Regions from separate parts of the Mus musculus genome. Here region 1 is linked to region 2. A link is a contact called in public Hi-C data. All regions are on one chromosome and are shown on one strand. Each heading gives the region's core, a stretch centred on a gene start, on an enhancer-like site or on the middle of the called end of the contact. The rest is flanking DNA. Distances are from core to core; before and after follow the strand shown. Region 1 overlaps Fmo3 (flavin containing monooxygenase 3). Region 2 holds the start of Fmo2 (flavin containing monooxygenase 2).

What was found. A called contact is a pair of places that touch in the nucleus more often than the background predicts.
Region 1: a Hi-C map of liver shows a contact between it and region 2, with 4 times the contacts expected there. The contact joins the enhancer-like site here to the promoter of Fmo2 in region 2. A contact is called at or near these places in 11 of 39 promoter capture datasets (the 3T3-L1 cell line, 3T3-L1-derived adipocytes, the HPC-7 cell line and 8 more), 1 of 15 datasets of contacts at CTCF or cohesin (liver), 5 of 484 Hi-C or Micro-C datasets (all in liver), 5 of 115 datasets of contacts at active chromatin or transcription factors (cardiomyocytes, heart atrium and liver) and 2 of 9 other capture datasets (adipose tissue and pancreatic islet).

Annotation. Positions count from the first base shown.
Region 1 is chr1:162,964,910-162,967,836 of GRCm38.p6, reverse strand. It overlaps Fmo3 (flavin containing monooxygenase 3), which reads left to right. Exons shown (of 9, transcript NM_008030.2): 4 at 1-56; 5 at 822-964. Among named protein-coding and RNA genes, the nearest start is that of Fmo3, 18 kb to the left of the region's middle. Within about 2 kb of position 1,441, at least 3 of the 459 cell types and tissues checked have an H3K27ac peak or open chromatin away from gene starts, as enhancers often do. A contact at or near this core is called in liver, where this site is marked.
Region 2 is chr1:162,897,342-162,900,123 of GRCm38.p6, reverse strand. It overlaps Fmo2 (flavin containing monooxygenase 2), which reads left to right and starts at 1,366. Exons shown (of 9, transcript NM_018881.4): 1 at 1,366-1,452; 2 at 1,813-1,950. The coding sequence starts at 1,819.

The DNA.
Region 1 (2,927 bases), core at 192-2,691, 68 kb before region 2:
AATGATTTGTTCTGGGCATCACATATTTCCCCATGTACCAAAAGACTCCTTTCCAGGTAAGGAAATATAGGAAGCCACCTACACATCTGTCAAGAATTAACAGGCTCGTGGTGTCTATTTCAGTGTGTTCTCTGATGCTAGTAATAGAATACCTGGCAATCAAGACATTGTTGAAGAACTAAGCTTATTTTCCAAATATTTACAGACACTAGAAAGTCTAAGCAGCATGGTAGCTAGGACTGTCTTCCATCGCAACATACACACACACACACACACACACACACACACACACACACACACACACACCAGTTGCATCACAGCATGGTAAAGAAAGGGAAAAAGAATAGGTCAACTCCAGCTGGTAAGGATTACTACATGAGACAGGCAGCTAGAGAGACTCAACAGCAAAGCTTGTTCTTTTTTAGAACAATAGAGCTTACTTCTCTCTCGTGTAACTAAACTCGCCCTTTCCACGGGTGATGTCCTAAATGACCAAATCACTTCCCAGCTGTCTCCACCTCTTATATCCACACCTCAGTACCACTATGCTGGGGACCAAGCTGGCAGTACCTGTACCTCTGGGCAATAAACTTAAGCCATCCCCAAACTGTGGTAATGTCTTTTTAATTAGACTACAAGCAGTCAACTTAAAACATGTTTCTGATATATATAGACATGTGTGTGTGTGTGTGTGTGTGTGTGTGTGTGTGTGTGTGTGTGTGTGTGTTAGGATTACTAAGTTGTCTTATTTCATGACCACTAAAGTTGCTTTATTTTCCTGGAAATGAAATTGATTCACATGCTTCTCACTTCTCACTCAGGACTGAACCGTTTTAAAGGCAAATGCTTCCACAGCAGGGACTATAAGGAACCAGGAATATGGAAGGGAAAACGAGTCCTGGTGATTGGCCTGGGGAACTCAGGCTGTGACATTGCTGCAGAACTCAGCCATGTAGCTCAGAAGGTACAGTAGCCCACGTGGTCCACGGACAATCTTAAAGGGACAGAAGCCATTACTTGAAAGCTGTGCTATGGAATGGGGTGGCATGTGAACGCCAGGTGATATTTCATATGCCTCAGCATTCTAGGTGACAAGTGAGATTTGAAATGGCTTTACAGGTATCACTGGCAATGCTTCCCACCCAGCTAGCTTCTTGAGACATTTGTATACCTCGTGTGTGTCTGATCGATTTCTCTAAAGTTAACGTGAACTTGAGGTGAAAGTTATGACTGAGACTCTTAGACAAGTGGTTCTAGACTTGTGGGTTTCTGGTCTCCTCGTCAATAAAACAGATAAAAACAGAACCAATTTAGAAATAAGATTGTTATGGAGTTAAACCAGGATTCAGTCAATAAAAACAGAGAGCCCCATGTTCACTGCATGCGTGCATTCGTTCAATAGTTACTTGTTGTTCCAGGCACTGGCGTGCTGGTTTGGAGAAAGAATGTTGAGCAAAGCAAACATAACCCTCACTCTTGAACTCCAAGCTATTAGGTCAATGCTCTCAGGTGTAAATTACTACTGTGAAAAGGGCTAGCAAAGAAAATACAGCACACAATCCCTGTGATTGACGGGGGCAATCTATCCACATGTGGAGGAAAAGACCCCTGGAGATGACAGCACACACGCAGAGAACCAGCATTGAGAAAAGCACGGTTTGGGAAGAGGTGTCCAGGCAGAAGGTCTCATAGTAAGACACTTTGGTCTCTCAAAAATGGACACCAGGCCTCTGAGCTGCATGTCAGTGGGTCTGGGTAAGAAGGATATGACGGGAAGCTGAAAGGAAGATGGAGAGGGGGTGATGAAGGTCCTTTAGGGGTGTGACTTTAAACAAATGTCAATCCTCACTCTAAAAGATTCATTAAGGGTTCATAAGCACAAAGACAGGAATCCAATTCCCAGATGTTATGCCTACTGGTGTAACATAAGCCCAGTACAGGTCCCTAATAAAGTTTCCGGGCATCCCCAGCAGATGTCCAGTTTTACTCCAGGATATTGCAGTCAAGACGTACAGATACCATGTCAAGACAAATGGTATAAAAATCTATTCCTAGGCCTCTATCCATGCTACACTTGATAACCAGGATGCGTACAAAGAAATTTACCACTCAGGAGGTAGTAAAATCTAGCCAACACACCTCTTTCTCTCTCTCTCTCTCTCTCTCTCTCTCTCTCTCTCTCTCTCTCACACACACACACACACACACACACTCATTCACATACACTCATTCACACTCACTCTCACAGACACTGGCACACACAAACAAGCTCAAGAACTAAGCAGAATGCATGATAACAGTATAAGAGCTACCACTGGAATGAAGAATAAAAGGATAATTCTGTCACTAAATGACTAAAAGATTGTAGAGTCTGAGGCCATACCAAGGGGATGGACCTGAACCCATTCTTGAAAACCATACCACTGAAGTGGTGTCAATAGCTATTCTTAGAAGGGGGAAAGACAGCAAAGAAAGAAAACAGGACCCAGCACTGTGTATTAGAGGGCTTCTGACTCATCTTGATGAAATGAAAGTTCTTAATAGTAACAGCAGATATACTGCATCAGGGTACTTTGGTACTCCCCATAAGTGAGTGCTTTTAACTGTTAGTACAAAGTTTTCCCATTGGAGGGAAAAAAAAAAGAAGAAGAAGATAGCTGAAGACAGAACATCAGCAAGTTCTTAGGTGACTAAGGGGAACGTAAGCTCTGAGTGGCAGAAGACCTAAGAGAAGTAAAATTCAGAGTTTCCGATTCCAAGGGCAGAGGAGCTCAGGAACTGAGAGAGGAAAAAACACAGGAGTCCTAGTAGGTGATCTTTCCAAAGGCTTCAATGGACATTGAAGAATATAGGTTCTTCATAAGTAAAAGTTTATCGCTTAAGGCTTTGAACTAAGAGGAGTGAGATGAACCATGGTTCTGAGATAG
Region 2 (2,782 bases), core at 117-2,616:
CATAGAGTGACCCATGGCTACTGCCCCATATGTAGCAGAGGATTGCCTTGTTGGACATCAATGCGAGGAGAGGCCCCTGGTCCTGAGAAGCCTCGATGCCCCAGTGTAAGGGAATGCCAGGATAGAGAAGCGGGAGTGGGTGGGTTGGTAAGCAGTAAGAGAGGGGATGGGATAGGGGATTTCCGGGAGTGGGGGACCAGGGAAGGGGATAACATTTGAAATGTAAGAAAATATCTAATAAAAATTTTAAAAAGAGGTTTTTTATGTATTTTTTAAAATTAGGTATTTTCTTCATTTACATTTCAAGTCCCCCATACCCTCCCTCCCCCACTCCCTTACCCACCCACTCCCACTTCTTGGCCCTGGCGTTCCCCTGTACAGAGGCATATAAAGTTTGCACGACCAATGGGCCTCTCTTTCCAATGATGGCCAACTAGGCCATCTTCTGATACATATGCAGCTAGAGACACGAGCTCCGGGGGGGTACTGGTTAGTTCATATTGTTGTTCCACCTATAGGGTTGCAGATCCTAGCTCCTTGGGTGCTTTCTCTAGCTCCTCCATTGGGGGCCCTGTGATCCATCCAATAGCTGACTGTGAGCATCCACTTCTGTGTTTGCTAGGCCCCGGCATAATCTCACAAGAGATAGCTATCTCAGGGTCCTTTCAGCAAAATCTTGCTAGTGTATGCAATGGCGTCAGCGTTTGGAGGCTGATTATGGGGTGGATCCCTGGATATGGCAGTCTCTAGGTGGTCCATCCTTTCTTCTCAGCTCCAAACTTTGGCTCTGTAACTCCTTCCATGGGTGTTTTGTTCCCAAGAGGTTTTAATGTGTCAGTGAGGTAGCTTAGTGGGTAAAGACCCTTTCAGTCAGCCTGGTTTGAGTTGATCCCAGGGACCCACGGTAAAAGGAGAAAATCCATTCCTCCATATTGTCCTCTGACCTCCAAATGTGCACTGTAGCAATGCCCTCTGAAATAAATAAAACTGTAATCAAATGTAGAAAGAAAACCCTCATGTTTTCTGGCCTCCACCTCCATGCAGAAGTGGGTGCATGGACATATATACACATATATAATAGATGGAATAAGTTGCCAAATGTCAATGGTGTTTGTTGTAGGTATCTCTGAATGGTGATGGTAGGGGTGGATTTAATTTCTTTTTATTTATCTACTCTTTTCAATTTGCTAATGCACATTTTCTACACTGATGATAAACGTAATTATTTAGACCATCCGAATGCTATGTGTTCAGTGTTCCCGACCTTAAGAAGTGCATCTCTTGCTTAATTTCAATACTGATGAAGTCCTTAGAGGTTTAGCTGGCTGAGCGAACAAGCTCCTCCCACTTCTCACAGCCTCCTCCATCTCTTAAATACTCCCATCTCTCCGCACACAACCCTCAGGGGGAACTCTTCTGCCAAGAGGACAGTGCTAAGAAGCACAAATAAAGGTAAGGATGAGGGCTGGGGACAAAAGCTGAGGAGGAAGTTCTCGGGACGCCAGAGAACACAACCAGCTTTGGCTCACAACCCTGGGACTGCTTTGTTGAATAACTTGGCTTGCTCAACGGGATTCCTTTTTAATATTAAGCCAGGACTTTGTAAACACGTTTACAATGAAGGTCATATGACCAGACAAGTTTCTCTGAAGGGGAGGAAGGGTGAAGATTTGGTTAGTGAGGCATTTTATTCAATTAGTGCTGCGTATTAAACTACCACCCATCCTGTGGTAAGTCAGTTACCTGACCACAGGGCAGGATCCTCTTACCTTTGTCCTTGCTAAGCAGTAATGACTGATCAACTATTGACAGGAGACAATGGCAAAGAAGGTTGTGGTGATTGGAGCAGGGGTCAGTGGCCTAATCTCTCTGAAGTGCTGCGTGGACGAGGGTCTGGAGCCCACCTGCTTCGAAAGGACTGAAGATATAGGGGGACTGTGGAGATTCAAAGTAAGTGAGACCTTTCTTACCTCAGAATAGGTCACGCTGAGATCGCCAAGAAGGCTGTTGGGCCTTATTGAAAGATATCTTAAGCAGCTCTGATCCAATTTTATTTTTATTTACTTATGCAGCTAACCAGGAAATGAACTCAGGCTGGCATCTCTCCCAGGTCAATGCTGTGCCAACCTGTGTGATCAATCCAGGGATGTAGGGAACCTTCTCTTTAAAATCCAGCTAAAGCAAAACAGCCCGTGTTTTTATCATTGTCCGACAAGCCAGCTAGGTAATATGCTAATATTAGGGAGCACTTTATAAAATAGAAGTAAACAGAATTATATTTATGTCATCACCTTTAATCATTGAGCAAAGTGCTTCTTCAGAGAATGGACCCCTATCACTACTGACTTTATTTTTCTCTGAAAATTAAGCCATGTTTGCCTACTGAGCTTTTCTGGTTATCTGGTTTTCTAGTAAAACCGCTGTGAACCTCTTTATTGTGTATTTTCTATTAAACAAAGTCATTCTATTTACTAGCTGTCATTCAAATTTTTATTAACAGATTCACAGACAACTATAAAGACTTACGGTCTGTGACTGAAACTATTTACGTTCCCACCTCACAGTGGGAGCACATGCCTAGAGCCCCACCACAAAGGAGAGTGAAGCAGGAGGACTAGAAACGTGAAGTCAGCTTGGGCTACATAACAAAACTCTGTCTCAAAAAGAAAAGACATTTTCACACACACACACACATATGAACATTATATATATATATATATATATATATATATATATATATATATAGAGAGAGAGAGAGAGAGAGAGAGAGAGCTTGACAAAT